Regions from separate parts of the Drosophila melanogaster genome. Here region 2 is linked to region 1. Evidence: chromatin contacts called from public Hi-C data. All regions are on one chromosome and are shown on one strand. The core of a region is the stretch at or near the end of the contact, and the rest is flanking DNA. Distances in the headings are between cores, read along the strand shown. Region 1 holds the start of lncRNA:CR44146 (long non-coding RNA:CR44146). Region 2 holds the start of Dap160 (Dynamin associated protein 160).

Region 1 (3,964 bases), core at 568-3,067:
AGTTTTCTTACTACTCATTATCATAAAACAAAAATATACTTTTGGATATATGTATATGGTATTCCAAGATAAGCTTTTGATCGCATTTAAATATATTTGTGGATGAGTAATCCCGACTGCTTTTGTTTGTTTATTTATCGAACCAGCGAAGATCGTATTTCCGCAGCGCTCTACGGATTTTCGCTAGCTAAGCCCTTTTCCGTGTGAAAAACTGTGAAGAAGCCCCACGCGACAGACAGTCCCCACCCTTTTTCACCACACACCCACATTTGTTATTGATACTTTGGCCTGGGCTTTCACCTCCACTCTGCAAAATGTTTTCGTCATGACAACGTCAGTTTAAAATTGCCTCAAAATATTGTGTACCGCAACAGGTGCTTACTAATTAAGCAAGCTGATAATTAGACACACGTAAACAAGTGGCGAATTTGTTTCATATTCGAAGGCTGTGGCTGTGAAATATTTAACCTAAAATAACCAAAGCAACTAGATAAAGTTATAAGACCTTAATGGCATTAAGTATGCAATAACATTAACAGTTGATCATATTTTTAGTTGACTTTTATTTGTTTTTTATTTTATTTTTTTGGAGCCACTCCCAAAACGCTGATGAGCGCTTGTCGTGCATATGTGTGCGTGTGGAGAGAGCCACTCTTTTTGAGTTTCATAGTATGGAGTTTGGGGTTTTGGAAATGCCAAAGCATGGCCAAGACAGTTACTGCTTGTTGGCCAGGTTACAAAACAGTTCTCGGCGACTACGTCATCAATTCAAGCTCGGAAAAGCTTTATGCAGCGGGGTTACCAAGGCACTAGCACAACACACTAATAACTGTTCCAGTTTTTCGTTTTTCCGTTTTTACAATAATATTGATCGATTCGTAATTAGCACCTGAAGTGGGCTTATTAATTTTCACACGGAAAATGGTTTATGAACATTGTTGAATTCGAAAGAGAGAGGGCAGAGAGAGCACCAACTAACTGTTGCTTTTCGGTTTCAAGCCGCCCGTTTAAGCCACGCTCACAAACACCACCGTGAAAACACCTATACTACAGTCAGGCACCAATGCTCACTCATTCGAATGGGCCGAAACCAACGAAGCGCGCGTTTCAAACCGGAATGTGAACCTCACCTTAGCACTGTTCGCAACTAACTGACTCACGAGCTATGGAAGCAAGCGGCGAGAGCTAGTGAGCAAGTTAGGGCTAGCTTTGTTTGCTGCTCAGTTCGCTTGCCGCTGGCTTGCCGTGAAAAAAGCTCCGCGTGAGCCAAGTTACAACTGTACGCAGTCTGTTATCCACATGTTAGCTTGTACTTAACAGTGACTTAAAACCAGCAGTGACGCGCCCTCTCTTTCTGTTAATGAAAACCATTTGAAACTGTAGAAAACTTTTTAAAATACAAATATGTACATACTTGGGGTATATCTAAAATATAACAATAACCAACATTAAAATGTTCTGTTAAATGTTATACTGAAATTAAATAATCTGATCTTAGCTTTCCAAATATTATAATTCAAATGTTGCTGAAACATATTTATTTAACTAGCTTTATACTTTGTTCAGTAAAACAGAACCTTAAATAAGTAAGTTTGGCTATAACATGCTTTGCAATGTTTTTACCAACTACTTCAGTGATCTTAACAGCATCTTATAGCAAGCTTTTTCGATCTCCCGACCACAGCTGCATTAGTAGGCCAACGAGCTGGGCGCTTTTTGTGCATCGTTTTCGAGCGCAGGTAGCATAAAAAGCGTAGTGTTTACGTTGGAAAATGTTTCCAAACCGGTTTCCTTATTCACACTCAAATACACACAACTTCTTTGGGGCGTTGATGTCAAAGAGTTGGCACGGCGACTTGCGTCGAGTTTTATGTAATCTGCATAAAATGGGGGAGTGTTCCAAGGAGCGGTGACGACAGGCGAGTTGGGGAAAGGAAAACAGGGGAGCTGGTAGTGACATTTCATATTTTCTTATCTCGTGACTCGTGGCTTAATTACTTTCACTGCCTTTCTCAACAGCCGCCGACCACAGCAGAAAACCACAAACGAATGAGCCTGCCCAGGAAAATGCCTCGGAAAATGTTGGATTCTAATTATGGTCGTCGTCACACGATGTCGCTTTCCATAATATTTGTTGTATTTGGCTTTTCCGTACTGCTAGTTTGGGTCTTAATAATCATTGTTTTACGCCTATTTTTTACATACTATTTAATTCCCCACTTCTTTATTATTCGCCAACAGAATAACTTTACATCTTAGAAAGGGCATCTTCAATTTTGAAAATTAATTTTTAAAAATTAATTAAAATATTTTGTTATTTTTCTTGTATACAGAGCACAACAAATTCGTTTTAATTTTGGTTGTAACTGCCTCTCATTGTTTTTCTAGTTGACCTGCGTGTTTGCCGCAGGAACAGCAAATAATATTTACAATTTGATTAGGCTACAAACTTTTTGGCAGTTCTTTTACCGTAAGAAACCTTCGAGGAGGCGCTAAATGTGTCGGGTCAAGATAATTTCCACTTCAATGGTTATGTCACGATGATCTAATAAAATGCCTCCCATCTGCATAAAGGCAACTCATCTGCCGAGGCAATAGAGGTCAAGTTTAGTGCGAAAACTCAAAAGAGGAAGGCAAAAATAAAATAGCAAGTGCTAATGGGCCATTACGAAGTCAAAAAAAAAAAAAAAAACAATTGCAGTGCATGGCTAAAGCGAGAAAATCTTTTAAAATACAGAAGGATTTTCTTTTCTTTTTGGCGCTTGTGGAGGCAAGGAAAATGATGTAATAAGAAAAGCAAACACACGCACATACAAGCAGCCCGGAAAATTCTATCTAGACCGAAAAATCAGCATGCAATGCCATCGATGAAGTAAACACAAATGTGGAAAGTGTGTGCGTGTGTGTGGCTGGGTATGGAAAATGGGTGGAAAACCGTATGCGCAATTTTCTTATTGAGCAGATGCTCGAAGGCGTTTAAGTGGGTCAGAAATTGTACAGAGATATTTTCTCTCGCCTTTTTACGTTTATATGTTCTGGTCTACTTGCCATCAGTTCCTTGTGGGGCGTGTTGGAGTTACTACGCAGCAATCCCTTGAGGAAGATCTCATCGTGGTCGGATAGGTCAGTCGAGTTGCGAAAGGCGGCTAAAACGGAGCGAAAGTGTTTTAGATTAATCGCAGTCGTTAAATGACAATCGGAAACAGATGAAATGACATTCGTTTTGGCAGCTTAATGCTACCCTTTTCAATTCATACAATTCATACAATGATGGAATTCTAGAGGGAAATATTTAGATATACATGCATCTGATTTTTCGTTTTATAATCATATTCTTTGTTATCGATTTATTGTAAATACATTTAAAGACCGCATATCTTCAAACAGGTTTCAGATTATTCTTAGCTATGAGTACAAATCATTATATTTACTTCAAGCAGGCTTACTGAAATGCAACATAACTCTTGTCTCGTTTCACTTTTTGAATATGAATTGAAATATTTAGTTTGTAAATCTTTTAACTATTTAAACAACTGAAATCTTCAAAATTAAAACTTTATTAACAGAGCCTTAAAGGAAAAAGAAACAACAATAAAATGATAGTTTGGAATTTCGTATGAACTTCGCTTAAAATTCTCCTTTTGAGGACACCCCTGGCACGTACCGTTATCGGAGGTATCGTCCTCGCCATTCACTTTGTTGTTTCTGGCCAATAGCTCCACTTTATCCTGGCGAGCTTGGCGCCGCGACCGCGCGCTCCACCGAACCATTTTGAAGGAACTGGGAGGTGGCCAAAATAACAGACCGAATGAAGTAACCCCGGAGGACAGTCTCGTATTTCGGCCAAAAAAGGGTTATAACCCTTGTGTTTTTTTTCTTAGCCAGCCATATGCTTAGCTACTTGAACAGAACATGTCTTCCAGTGATAATCACTTGTTGTTATTGTTATAAACACAACGCCACG
Region 2 (3,964 bases), core at 906-3,405, 350 kb after region 1:
CTCAAAGCAAGATAAAAGTCCTTACTTTCTGGCCGCCTCCTTAGCCTCCAGTTCCCTCTTGCGCTGCTCCTCCTTCTCCATCTCAATCTCTCGCTGGCGTTGGAGCTGTCGCTCTAGTTCCTCCTGCTGCTTACGCTCGGCCTCCAAACGAGCCTTTTCACGCTTATCAGCCTCTTCACGCTCCTTTCGCTCTCTCTCTTCCCGCTCCTTGCGCTGCTGGTCCTCCATAATTTTGCGCCTACGATCCAGCTCTGCTTGACCCTTAACATAATTCTCCTTTCGCTTGTCTTCGAAGGAAGCTGGTGAACGCGAAATCACAAGTGTTAATATATGGAATATATTCACATGTTTGGCAACGGAGTTAATTAAGCACTTACTTTGTCCAGGTAGTCCGGCTGTTGGGTCAGCATCCACGACTCCCACTCCGCTTTGGGATGAAACAGATGCGTGTCGGGAGGCCGGCTGTGAGCCAGGACGGGATACCACCCCTGAGACCGATCCCGGTCGCGATTTTATTTTGCGCAAGTTGGGCGGTACCCATTCCTGGGGCAAGGTAACCGGAATTTTCTCACCAGCCATGGCCTTCTCGCATAGGAACATGGCAAGAATAAACTCGTCGCAGTTCAGCCGTCCATCGCCGTCGATGTCGGACAGCGTCCAGATTTGGGCCAGCGTGACCTGGGGTAACTTGCTCTGTACGAGAACGCCGCGTGCCTGGGATCCAGTTAAGTAACCAGATCGGGTGCGATCATTAGCATTGAACACCTGCGTGTATTTACGCTTTTGGGCAGCTTGAACGGCCCATTCTCCTTGGTTGCTAAAAGGATAGAAGTTGATTGAGGAGTTAAGAACAGATACGATATTATATATATGTTTTTGCTAATATTTCAATAACTAAGAATATTTGAAATTTAATTAATTAAATTATCTCTTCTTTGCTACATTAATAATATTAAATCATTAATTCGATTCTAAGTGATGCTTACACAGACTCGATCGATGGCGCTCGCTCTGAGATAGACGTGTGGCGACTAGGTGGATTGCTGGTGGGGGGTGTGGGGCCAGACGGCACTGAGACTCCAGGCGGTGAAATGACAGTAGCCACAGCCACCGGTGGAGCCACAACGGGAACAACTGGAGCTACTGCCGGAACTATTCCCTTGAGTGGATCCAAAGGGCTCAAGGAGCTTGTGGAGCCACGTGGCGTCATCGAGGGGACATCGCCGGTAAGAGACGACAGCAGGCTGGGAGGAAGAACCTTGGGAACGTCCATGCCGCGCAACTTGAGGTTGATAAGCTTGCAGGCTATGCTGAACTCATTGATGTTCATCTTGCCGTCGGAATCAGTGTCCGCCAGAGCCCTGGAGATAAGAAAATGAGTAAGAATTAACACTCTTATCGGTGGATGATTCATGGGGGCGTAATATACATACCATATTTGGCCCAGGATCAGGGGCGGCAGCTGGGACTGCAGGAAGAACCCTTTGGCCTGGGCGCCGGTAACGAATCCTGCCTGCGGCTGGAGTGCCCTAAACTGTTCCTGGTACTTCAAACGCTCCCTCGGGGTCACAGCCCACGCATCCACCGCCGAGTTCATTTTGGGCAAACACTTTATCCTAGTTTCCACGGAAAGCTCTTCCTCTTTATCGTCCTTTTTCCGTATGCGTGTGTATTAGTGCGCTCTCTTCGGCTACTTTTGAGTACACATCAAATACAAACTCTTTCGCTCCGCACTCTTTTCGCCGCTCTCTTTACTACGTCTATCGCCTATTCAGTATCCACCACCCCCACAAATTTTCACAATGGATTTTTATGGTTTACCTATAAAGCATTTCCAAAAATATTAAGCGATCTCAATGGACAGGTTGTAAAGATAGATTGCCCCCTTTACTCGCTTTCTGAAGGTTTTAGTTTCTCTTTAGTAGGCGTTTTCACTTGTCAACCGCATAGCCACGAATTAACTGATAAGTAATGATGTGGTATGGTCCCCGCCAACGCACACGTTATTCTCTTATATATCCCTCTTAACTGTAATTTTGTTGCTTACTTTTCATCGGAACAAGAAAATTTTGTATTTGCGTAAATTTTAATCAATATTTTATATGATAGGATCCTATATCGACGAACGATAGGCTCCGATAGGTACGGACTAATAATCGAAGGAGGGTGACCGTCGCTTGTTTCTGTGATTATAGCAAGCAAGTGTTGAAAAGTACGGTGACCTTAAGTTGGATGTGACTATTCTGCAACGTTTTTGTTTTTAGCCGCTAACGGATTTTTAAATAAATGAAACAACTACTGACTATGAGTAATATATTAATTATATTACTTCTACAGTGAACCTCATAAAAATTATGTCGGCAGTATGATGCATTTAACACAATACGAAAATGTATACCTAACCAAAACATCAACAGATCGCAATAAACAAAATCGAAGATTAAAATTCGAATATCCAAAATTATAAGAAAATGTTAAGTACAAGTCAGTTAAATTATTTCAACTATTTTTTTCTTTTATTGTCTTTAATATTTCTATACAATTAAAAATGACAATTATTCAGAAATCTTTTGTTCCGGATTTAACGGAATTGTTAATAATAGCATCAATAACATTTGTGTATGAAAATGTCAAACAGTTTTTATTCGTTGACAGTTCATGACAGACAACCCTCTAATTGGCGTTTCATTAATTTAAAATTGCGCGATGGAAAAAGATGTATACCAAATTTGTATTCACCATCTATTTTCAAACATTGTTATATTAACTGAAATGACAAAATCACAATATTAAACAATTTTCTAACAAATTACGATTTTATACAAATGTGAATATATTTCCGAAACAAACTATTTGCACTATAACTAAGTCCTGTAATTAAGATCATGGTTCAGTATGAATGAGTTACAAATTTTATTAAGTGTGCATGTGATATATCGCACATTAGCTATCGAAAGTTATCATGAATCTGCACTGTTTTAAAGACGCAACTATATCGATAATATCGCAAATAGTTCTATTTCTATTTTACCGCCTCTAATTCTTTTATTTCGACCACGTGCTGCTATTGGTAATGTCCGTACCGTGAAATTTTTCTGAAACTCATGTAACAAAATGTCGGAAACTTCAGAGGACGAACAGACGCAGCTACAAACGAGTGACGAAGAGGAGGATCTAGGTAGCGAGGAGGAGCAGGAAGATGAAGATAACAATCATAAGGAAGGGGACAGCGAGGCGGCACTAAGTGGTGAAGATGATAAAGGCTCCGAGGACGACGCAGCCGAGGAACAGAAGCTAACCTGGAAAGATCTCGTATGAGCCCCACTATTAATTTAAATTAAAATTTAATCGAATGGCCATATTTCTTCAAAGGGTCTCAATGAGGCTTTGTGTCAAGCATGTGACGAATTGAAGTGGAAGGCGCCTTCGAAGATCCAACGTGAGGCCATTCCGGTCGCCTTACAGGGCAAGGATGTAATTGGCCTAGCGGAGACCGGTTCCGGCAAGACGGGCGCCTTCGCTCTGCCAATTTTACACGCCCTTCTCGAGAATCCGCAGCGGTATTTTGCCCTCGTGCTAACCCCCACGAGGGAACTGGCATTTCAAATTGGCGAGCAGTTTGAAGCCCTTGGTGAGTTTTCGCATAGTTTATGTGCTTTTAATTCGCAGTGATGTTAAACCTGTTTTGATTTTGTGTATCAACGAAAATATGAAATTATAATTTTCTTATTCGTCACTACCTCTGAGTAAAAAAACCTTCCCATTTATCGTATTCTTGAATTTCCTTCTGCCAAACTTATGCTAGCTCTGTTTTTTTCAGGTAGCGGGATTGGCATAAAGTGTTGCGTGGTAGTCGGCGGCATGGACATGGTAGCCCAGGGTCTTCAACTGGCCAAGAAGCCGCATATTATAATTGCCACACCGGGTCGCTTGGTTGATCATCTAGAAAACATGAAAGGTTTTA

What was found. Hi-C and Micro-C count contacts between places; a contact is called where the count stands out from the background.
Region 2: a contact with region 1 is called in a Hi-C map of the Kc167 cell line, with 2.5 times the contacts expected there. A contact is called at or near these places in 2 of 107 Hi-C or Micro-C datasets (both in the Kc167 cell line) and 2 of 7 datasets of targeted methods (both in the Kc167 cell line).

The regions. Positions count from the first base shown.
Region 1 is chr2L:20,792,989-20,796,952 of dm6, forward strand. lncRNA:CR44146 (long non-coding RNA:CR44146) reads left to right here and starts at 1,818. Exons shown (of 2, transcript NR_073815.1): 1 at 1,818-1,950; 2 at 2,020-2,267. vari (varicose) reads right to left here. Exons shown (of 10, transcript NM_206011.3): 1 at 3,665-3,964; 2 at 3,049-3,146. The coding sequence starts at 3,770.
Region 2 is chr2L:21,140,192-21,144,155 of dm6, forward strand. It overlaps Dap160 (Dynamin associated protein 160), which reads right to left and starts at 2,156. Exons shown (of 12, transcript NM_001259189.2): 1 at 2,048-2,156; 2 at 1,434-1,821; 3 at 987-1,361; 4 at 378-817; 5 at 26-287. The coding sequence starts at 1,597. It overlaps pths (porthos), which reads left to right and starts at 3,038. Exons shown (of 3, transcript NM_136246.3): 1 at 3,038-3,312; 2 at 3,373-3,631; 3 at 3,821-3,964. The coding sequence starts at 3,115. snoRNA:Me18S-A469 (a small nucleolar RNA gene) reads left to right here and starts at 3,663; the gene lies at 3,663-3,750.